Regions from separate parts of the Mus musculus genome. Here all the other regions are linked to region 1. A link is a contact called in public HiChIP or PLAC-seq data. All regions are on one chromosome and are shown on one strand. Each heading gives the region's core, a stretch centred on a gene start, on an enhancer-like site or on the middle of the called end of the contact. The rest is flanking DNA. Distances are from core to core; before and after follow the strand shown. Region 1 has its middle 50 kb from the start of Cd2. Region 2 overlaps Ptgfrn (prostaglandin F2 receptor negative regulator). Region 3 holds the start of Cd101 (CD101 antigen).

Region 1 (2,700 bases), core at 135-2,634:
TCAGAGGCCGTTCACAGCGCTTTGGTTCACAGCACTGCTAGTCATGTGACTCCGCCTAACTTCAAAAGTGGGAAAGTTTGTCCCCAGCATATCTGGAAGGGCAGGGGAACCCTGCCAACGGAAACAATGACTCTAAGAATTTTGCTTTATGGAGTGGTTACACTGAGGTCATTTTAAGACTGTTACACCCCCTCCTTGCTCTCCTAATATTCATATTTGACACATATCTCGGTGTGCAGGCTAGCTAACAACCTCAGGAAGATTTAAATTAATTTTCATGATAGTCTCATCATTTCTGGAAATTTCCCATTGAGAAGCCCAGCATTTGATCTTCCACGGGAAAAGTCGTAATAGGAGAGGTGAGGCCCTCTACCATGAACAAAGTAGAGATGATTGGCAGGAGGCAAGAAGGCAGTTCAATTCAATATGACCTAGTAGCTGGTGTTGGTTCAAACTTCCTGTCTTTCTCGGAGTGCTTTATTGTATACATATCTAAGCACAGTGCAGCACAATTTGGTGAAACTTTTCCTGGTGATAAATAACTCAATCCTGGGGCTGGTGAGATGGCTCAGTGGGTAAGAGCACCCGACTGCTCTTCCGAAGGTCCAGAGTTCAAATCCCAGCAACCACATGGTGGCTCACAACCATCCGTAAGGAGATCTGACTCCCTCTTCTGGAGTGTCTGAAGACAGCTACAATGTACTTACATATAATAAATAAATAAATCTTTAAAAAAAAATAACTCAATCCTGTGTGCACAATAAAGTTTAAGACATGACCACATCAAAACTCATTGTAAAATACATGTGACATCTTCTATAAAGCTAGGTTCTATAGACCGACAGTGTGTGGTGTTCCCCATGAAAATAGATTCTATAGATTGACAAGCTCCCTGTAAGGGTCTGGGGAAGTATCCACTATGGCCTGGTGACACAGATAGTACAAAGTCACCAAGCTATTAACCATATCCTCTCCCAGCCTCCTAGATAGAAAACAGGTTAGGTTACACATAGCTCCCTATGAAGAGACAGGCCTGTGGGTTTGACATTTCTGGTTTCCCTAGGGCTTGTCTGTGAACACAACGACCTCTGTGCCTCCTACAGCGATGGTGGAAAACGTGTTTCTGGAACAAAAAAAAAGGAGGGAGCCTTAAAATTACACATACGCACAGACTTACACCTATGCACACATACATCCTCACACACAGTTCTAGGAAGATCTACTAAAATCTTCCTTGTCAAAATAAGAGTACACTTTTACCATGCCTGGCTCCCCCTCCCCTGGGACCCCCATCAGGACCTCCAGTCTGTGCTTCCTCATCGTGTTCCAATGCAGGCTCCTCAGCTCCCCCTGGACCCGTTAATCATTCACCGACAGGCTCCTTGCCACCCCATCTGATCCATCGCCCGTGCTGAGGCCACAGGTCTGATTTACATTCAGCCTATGGTTTTAAATATCAGACACTGTCTCTCGTATTTTCTCATTATTTCCTACGTAGGCTTTGTCTCGCTGCCAGGCCTGAGCACTTCTGGGAATGAGCAGCATTTCGTAGATGACTGCATAGTCTCTCCCACCCTTGTTTCCTCCCTCCGCCAGCACCTGGTCCTGAACACTGTGTGCTCACAGTGCACTCAATAACTGCTTGTTGAATTGAATTTTCTAAACCATACTAATTACTCATTCAGCTCGGGTGTCTGTGTCTATGTGGAATGATGGATTTCCAGACGCCAGGACTGAGGGTCAATTCAAACCTCTTGAGGGCCTATTGGGCCCACAGTTGTGGATCACCTTCCCTGTTCCATGCTGGTAAATGCAGGGCTCGGGACTGCGCTGCCCATGGTTTCTAAGCAGCTGCCCTGCATTTTACGCCTTCCCTAGAATGAATCTTAGTGGTAGGCAGGAGAATAAGCCCACCCCCCTCAATTCTGTCAACAAAAGGGCCAATGAATGTCAAGTTAATGACCCATTGACAGTCCACAGCATCCTGTTCCTGACTTCTAGGAGGAAGTAAACCCCAAGATTTCTGAGAACACTCTAACCAATCTCTCCACTCAGCATTTCTTTTGGACGTTTGTGTGATGACAGTGTCTCCATTATTACAAGCCTGGGACGCTGGACATTTGGACTGCGATATTTAAATACTGTCCTGTTTCCTTTCGAGTTCTAAGTGCAGAGGGTGACTGCATGCAATACAGTCACCAGCCTCACCTTTCGCCTGTCCCTGCATACTGGGACTGGGCAGATACAAGTGGGAAAGACTGATTTTGTAACAGAAGAGGACACTTCCAATGGCTGAACAAAATGTTGCTATCCCAATTGCAGAAGTCGACAGAATGCCAGGGCTGTAAGTATGCAATGTTGCAGGCTGGCTTGGATTTCAACGGTGGACTTGGAGACAGGATGTTTGTATGAATGACCCAAGGAGGCAAGCACGCACGGAGGGAGATGTCCTTCATCCGCGGAGAATGAGGATCGCCTCGCTGTTCCACAGCCCTGCAAGCTCGCATTCTTGTTGATGTTTTAACAGCTTTGAGGCTTCACTGTAGCAGTGCAGCGAAGGTGCTCTTCGGGATTAGCAGCCACAGATGGGGTGAGAGATGAAACGGAAACGCAGGTGGAAGCAGTAAGAAAAACAAACTAGATGGCTTTGAAACCCGGGTGCTCTTCCAGCAGACAAGACCGTGGTTACCCAAAACTGTA
Region 2 (2,700 bases), core at 48-2,547, 190 kb after region 1:
GATGTTGGGGATAGAGCTACGGACGTGCTCAAGATCTACCCCCGAGAGCTTGCACCCGAGGCGGAATACAGAAGTGATGTCATTTATAACTTTTAGGATATCTTTGTAAAGCCTTTCCCATTCTACTGAAGAGGGAACCTTGTGCACACCCGGCCTGTCCCAAGCCATGTCCCCAGTTCTGTGAATCTTCTCTTTACCGAAAAGATTAGCCTTGCCAACAGATGCCTCAGAATCCTGGGCCCATCCCTCATGCATTCTCTGCTTGGTGCCTTAAGCAAGATGACATCCCTCTCTTATTGGCTCCTCTGGTCTTAAAGGCCTTAGGGTGTTGTCCCTGTTGCTGAGCAGGACTTTACCCACCTTTGCCTTTCCCCAACGATTCTGTGAAGAGCCTAGCTTGCTGAGGCCTGCCCTTCTCCCTTCCACCACCCACTGTGACCCTGACACTGCCCAACCCCACCCCATTCCTAGCAAAGTCATACACAAAGCTAGCCAAATTCTGTGAGTTCTCATGTGTTTCTGTGTGTAGACCTCTGGAAGCATGGCCCCAGAAGCAGGCAGCAGGTTGTTCTGTATGAAGGGACAGTGCTAATAACCAAAGATGGGGGACCCTGCAGACCTCACCGGCATCTGGGGGTAAACTACGGGGTAGCCATTATGATGGGAGTGGCTCCCTGGTTCCTTTAGGGCTTCTGTACAGCATGTGAGGCATGAGACGTCATGTAAAGTCGGGCTCTGAAGAGAGCAACTGCTGCTGTACCAAAGCTGCGAGGCGCAGAGGCACAAAGGTACCTTTGAACGTAGAAATGAAGGAAAAGGCAGGAAAGACTGCCAGGGAAAGGCAAGCAAAAACTCCTTAAAAGTTTGCATAGTGCAGTGCTGTTTGAAAGCTCATTTGTGATATACAGATATTAAACCCTCCAAATGCTCTTTCTCAGCAAATTAATAGGTCGCCAGTTGTGCCTTTCATGTAAACCTCTTTTCTCTGATGTAATTGCAAAAGCTATAGGTAGCTGGTATCTTGCAAATCACAATTTTCCAGAACTTTGCACTCTTGCTCTGTGTGGGTGGAAGATTCTGAATAATTAAACACAAATCGTAATTTCTTTCTTTTTCTTTTTTCTTTCTTTTTTTTTTTTTCTCTTTTCATTCATCCCATGGCTCTGAGAGGGAATTCTCAGTGGGAAAGTTGCATAAGTGGGCTGAGAGCCAAGGCACTGTTGTGTCACAGCAGGGTGGGAGCGGCCAAGCGTGGGTGGCACCATGGTCTGAAGCAGAGCAGAGGCAGTGTGAGTCATGGGGGGGAGGGGGGTCTCCAGAGTGTGCTGTGGGGGTGCAAGAGAATGGGGCCCAGTCACTATGCTCGGAGTACTTGGTGCCGAGGGCAGCTAAGGAGCTGGACTTTCCTGTCCTTGCTGCTCAGCCATTGCTCAGAGGCGGAGTGGCTGAGCGTTAAGGGTGTTCCGTAGCCTCTGTGAGGCATTTCACCCAGGTGAGGTGACTTCCGTGTTCTGGAAATGGTCCAGTCGGAACACATCAGCGTCTAGTACCTAACCAGGGTATGTGGTGAGATGGGTGACTCAGTACAGCAGATGCCCACAGGAGGGGCCCATATCCTTGACAAGTACCTCCCACACTTCCTTCTAGCGGCATCTACCTGTCAGCCACGTGTGGAGATGGTGGTGTGTAGCTTTATCACTATCGCTTTTATTATCACTAGTTCCCACTGGGTCCTTCTCGGGGAAACATGTCCATGCTGAGCTTGTAGCCACATGAACCTTTGAACAGAAGTCCTAAAGGAGCCAGGCACCCACCCCAATGTAATGGCTACCCAGTACTTTGCACCCAGATGCTGGGGAGGCCTGCAGGGTCTCTGGTTATTAGCACTGCCCCTTCACACAGGACAAAACCTTCCTGCCTGTCCCCCGGGCCGGGCTTCCAGGAGCCACATACAGAAACACGTGGGCTGGGAGTGGTTCTTGGCAGTCAGTGTTCGCCCACGCTGTTAGTTGGATTTTTTTTTTTTAAGTTTTTAAAGTGTATGTGTGTTTGTCTATGTGTGTCTGTACACTGTCTGTCTGTCTGTCTGTCTGTCTGTCTGTCTGTCTGTCTGTCTGACTGTGGAGGCCAGAAGAGGATAAGAGATCCCTTGGAATTGGAGCTATAAGCAGTTGTGAGCTACCTGACATGAGTGCTGAGAACTGAACCCAGGTTCTGTGAAGAGCAGTGAATGCTCTTAACCACTGAGCTATCTCTCCAGAGCCCTGTTAATTTGCATTGTGCAATAAACTAACATGGCTTGTTCAGGTCATGTGGCCAGTAGGTACTGGGATTCTGGCCCAGGCTAGCCACCTTAGCATCCTATGATGCACAAGAGAATGACGTAATGGCAGCACCTCTATGCTTTATCATTGGTAGCCACTCTAGACTCCCTGAGTTTCCCTGGGTAGCAGAGCCCACTCCGCCCTGGCACTGAGGGGGAATAGGCAGTCCACAGCACCTTCTGCATTCCCACCAAGCTGGTCTCAGAGACTTACCTGCTGAGAATTGTTTATGCTGAGGGGCCCCTGGGGCAGGTGGAGGAGAGAGGGGATCTGCTTTAGTAGTGGAGTTATCATTGGGACCTGTTTGGAAATGCCCACTTTGAGTTGAGCTCCCTTCTGTCTTACATGGGTCTGGATGACATCTGTTTGCCTTAGA
Region 3 (2,700 bases), core at 10-2,509, 210 kb after region 1:
ACAGGAAGAGACAGTCAGCAACCCCTATCTACTAGGCTAGAGTATTTCCCAACTGTGCCTGATGCGCTTCTTTTTTTTTTCCCTCTAGTTGTCTCTTTGGCCCAGTACAATCCATCCTGACCTCCCCTCCTGTGCACCAACTTCTTTCTCTGCCTTTATATGTCCCATAGTATGTAAACACATTGTATTGGTGGTCATCTGATTAAAAAGGCATTTCCTGAGGATAAAGGAAAGGTTATGAATATCTTTGTATATGTGCAAGTTGTACCACAACACCAGACATGGGACGACAAAAAAAAAAAGACTGTATGTATGTATGTATGTATGTATGTATGTATGTATGTATGTATGAATGGGATGGATGGATGGATGGATGGATGGATGGATAGATGGCTGGGGTGGGTGGGTGAATGGATGGATGGATATTTGGGTGGATGGAGTGGGTGGGTGAATGGATGGATGGTGAATGGATGAATGCATGGATAAATGGATGAATGGTAGATGGATAGATGGATGGACAGAACAAGCAAGAATCTGCCTGTTACTGTGCCCTGAAACAGACTAAATTATTCCTAATCTGCCTAGGTCTGTGCTGTACCAGATCGCAGAGTCTGAGGCAGTGTCCTCAGGGATGTGATTTTGTCTTCTAGGTCTCGACCACTCAGTTACCCCGGGTTCAGTGCCAGTAGCTGCATGGAGGCACACTTCTGCTATCCTTGATCTCCAGACCCACCCTGGGAAGATAAACATCAACTCAGAGTCTGCTGGTGGTGATGATGGGAGGTGATAGCCATTGAACACTACTGTGGACCAAATACTGTTCTAAGTGCTTAAACCAATGACATTTTTTTTTTTGCAATCCTGGGGGTGGTGGTATCACACAGCTGATAACAGACTACACCCCACACTTCAGACAGCCTGCCTCTGGGACCTCCCATTTTTATACCTCATGGGGCCCCCCGAGTTCATGGATTCCAGGGGCTCCTCTCATGCTTCCTCCCTCAAGAAGGGAGCAGAACATTTCTCGATTTTTTCATTCACTCAGATTTCTGAAATTCCTTCCTCTTTAGGCAGGAGGAGCCCCAGGGTCTCCTTCATCTGTATGGGTTTCCTTCACCGTGAAGATAACTCCTTACTTCATACCCAAGTCTAAGTGACTGTAAATGCAGCCACCTTTGCTTTCTGCAAAGGTCTCTCAGTGGGCTGAAAACCACACCATAGCTTCCTCTTTACCTTTGCTGTGGCAGCACTGAATTTTGTCACTCAGCCTCTGAGCAAGTTCAGTGACGCTGCCCGAAAAAGCTGTGCCGGTCCAGATGGCATGCATCCTGTGTGTGGCATCTCTCTTTCTCTCTCTAAGTAAGTCTTATAACTTTGATGTTTCTACCATACAGGGGCTTGTCATCCAGAGGCTGCTGGGTGAGGGAGCAGGCCAAGTTGGTCTTCACAGGAAAGACTAGGTTATAGATTTCTGACTTTGTGCCAATCTTTTACTTATTGATGACGGTTTTAAGGCTTCCTTATGCATCCTTGTGACTGGGGGCAATGGAAGACTTTGTTATATCCTGGGTACCTATTGTATTTTATTTCAAGCTTGTCTTTGAGCTTTGCATGGCCCTGGCTTTACTTTACCTTCCTGGGCTGAGCATCCCGTGGGAGATGAAGAGGTTTCACTGACACACGAAGAGGCCTCAAGGGTTGCCTGATGTTAGGGTGTAACTAGATGTGTGTGCCTTGTGGATGTGACTTAGGTAGAAGAAAAAGCATTAAGAGTACCGTGTAGTTTAGGTCAAGCTAAAAGAAGGTTCTAGACTTTTTCTGAGAGCTAAAGAGAGAGACAGAGAAGGATCAGAACAATTACTTGGCTCTACTAAAGCCCATATAGGGCCTTTATCTGGCCCAGGGATACTTTTGCATATTTGAAGAGGATGGAAGAAGAAAAACTTGGAGATAAAGGGAAGAAACAGGTGAATTTAGCAGGGAACAAAATAGTTCCTTACCATGTAGAGCAGTTAACAGGCAGGCTGTGTGCCACATACAAAGATCATCTCAGTGTAACTTATAAATGCATATTATAAAATGCATAGGACTATAGTATAAACTGGCCTTATTGAAATAAAGTTATCAAAATATTTTCAGTGCCAATGTGATGGCACCTGTAATCACAGCACTAGTAGAAGCCTAAAGTAGGCCTACCTGAATTTTATAGTGAATAAACAATATTTAAAAATAAATCATAATGTGTTCATTTCCATTCTTATTTATGTGCTATACAACAAGGTCTGGAGGACCATTTTTTAATCACCAAGCTCAGAGAAGTGGTGGGTATGAAGAGAATATTCTAATATGTCTACAAAAATTGCCATATAATATGCAAGTAGCTATGGTTACACGTCTGCATCCATCACTGAAGGGAAATAGGACATTTCCATTGGAGATTAATGAGAATAAAGATTAAAGGGCTTTTTCACCCTGTTTTAAGGACCCTTGAATCCTAACTGTAGGTTGGTTCAAGTTTAAAAGTCTTGGTTCCCAGAAACTGGGTGGAGTTTGTGAAGAGACTGTGGTAGCCGGGATGAGGGAGGAACTGGGCTGAGCTACAATCGGTGTGGCTAAGGCTGTAGCTTTATAAGAAAGATGAAGGGCACGTACCATCCGGCACTAAGGTAGACCAGCAAGCTCTGGTGGAGTTGAACCAGG

Evidence for each region. HiChIP or PLAC-seq counts read pairs in DNA pulled down with a chosen protein or histone mark.
Region 2: a BATF HiChIP or PLAC-seq map of CD8 T cells shows a contact between it and region 1, with 6 read pairs. The contact joins two enhancer-like sites. A contact is called at or near these places in 1 of 484 Hi-C or Micro-C datasets (nephron progenitors) and 6 of 115 datasets of contacts at active chromatin or transcription factors (CD8 T cells, cardiomyocytes, embryonic stem cells and 1 more).
Region 3: a contact with region 1 is called in an H3K27ac HiChIP or PLAC-seq map of regulatory T cells, with 4 times the contacts expected there. The contact joins the promoter of Cd101 here to the enhancer-like site in region 1. A contact is called at or near these places in 17 of 39 promoter capture datasets (the 3T3-L1 cell line, 3T3-L1-derived adipocytes, the C10 cell line and 10 more), 1 of 484 Hi-C or Micro-C datasets (Th1 cells), 9 of 115 datasets of contacts at active chromatin or transcription factors (CD8 T cells, T-cell acute lymphoblastic leukemia, cardiomyocytes and 4 more) and 4 of 9 other capture datasets (adipose tissue, liver, macrophages and 1 more).

Annotation. Positions count from the first base shown.
Region 1 is chr3:101,236,270-101,238,969 of GRCm38.p6, reverse strand. No RefSeq gene overlaps it. Among named protein-coding and RNA genes, the nearest start is that of Cd2, 50 kb to the left of the region's middle. Within about 2 kb of position 1,384, at least 50 of the 459 cell types and tissues checked have an H3K27ac peak or open chromatin away from gene starts, as enhancers often do. A contact at or near this core is called in CD8 T cells, T-cell acute lymphoblastic leukemia, regulatory T cells and 1 more, where this site is marked.
Region 2 is chr3:101,046,673-101,049,372 of GRCm38.p6, reverse strand. The region is part of intron 7 of Ptgfrn (prostaglandin F2 receptor negative regulator); the gene reads left to right. Among named protein-coding and RNA genes, the nearest start is that of Cd101, 18 kb to the right of the region's middle. Within about 2 kb of position 1,297, at least 107 of the 459 cell types and tissues checked have an H3K27ac peak or open chromatin away from gene starts, as enhancers often do. A contact at or near this core is called in CD8 T cells, where this site is marked.
Region 3 is chr3:101,028,112-101,030,811 of GRCm38.p6, reverse strand. It overlaps Cd101 (CD101 antigen), which reads left to right and starts at 1,259. Exons shown (of 9, transcript NM_001167906.2): 1 at 1,259-1,359. The coding sequence starts at 1,317.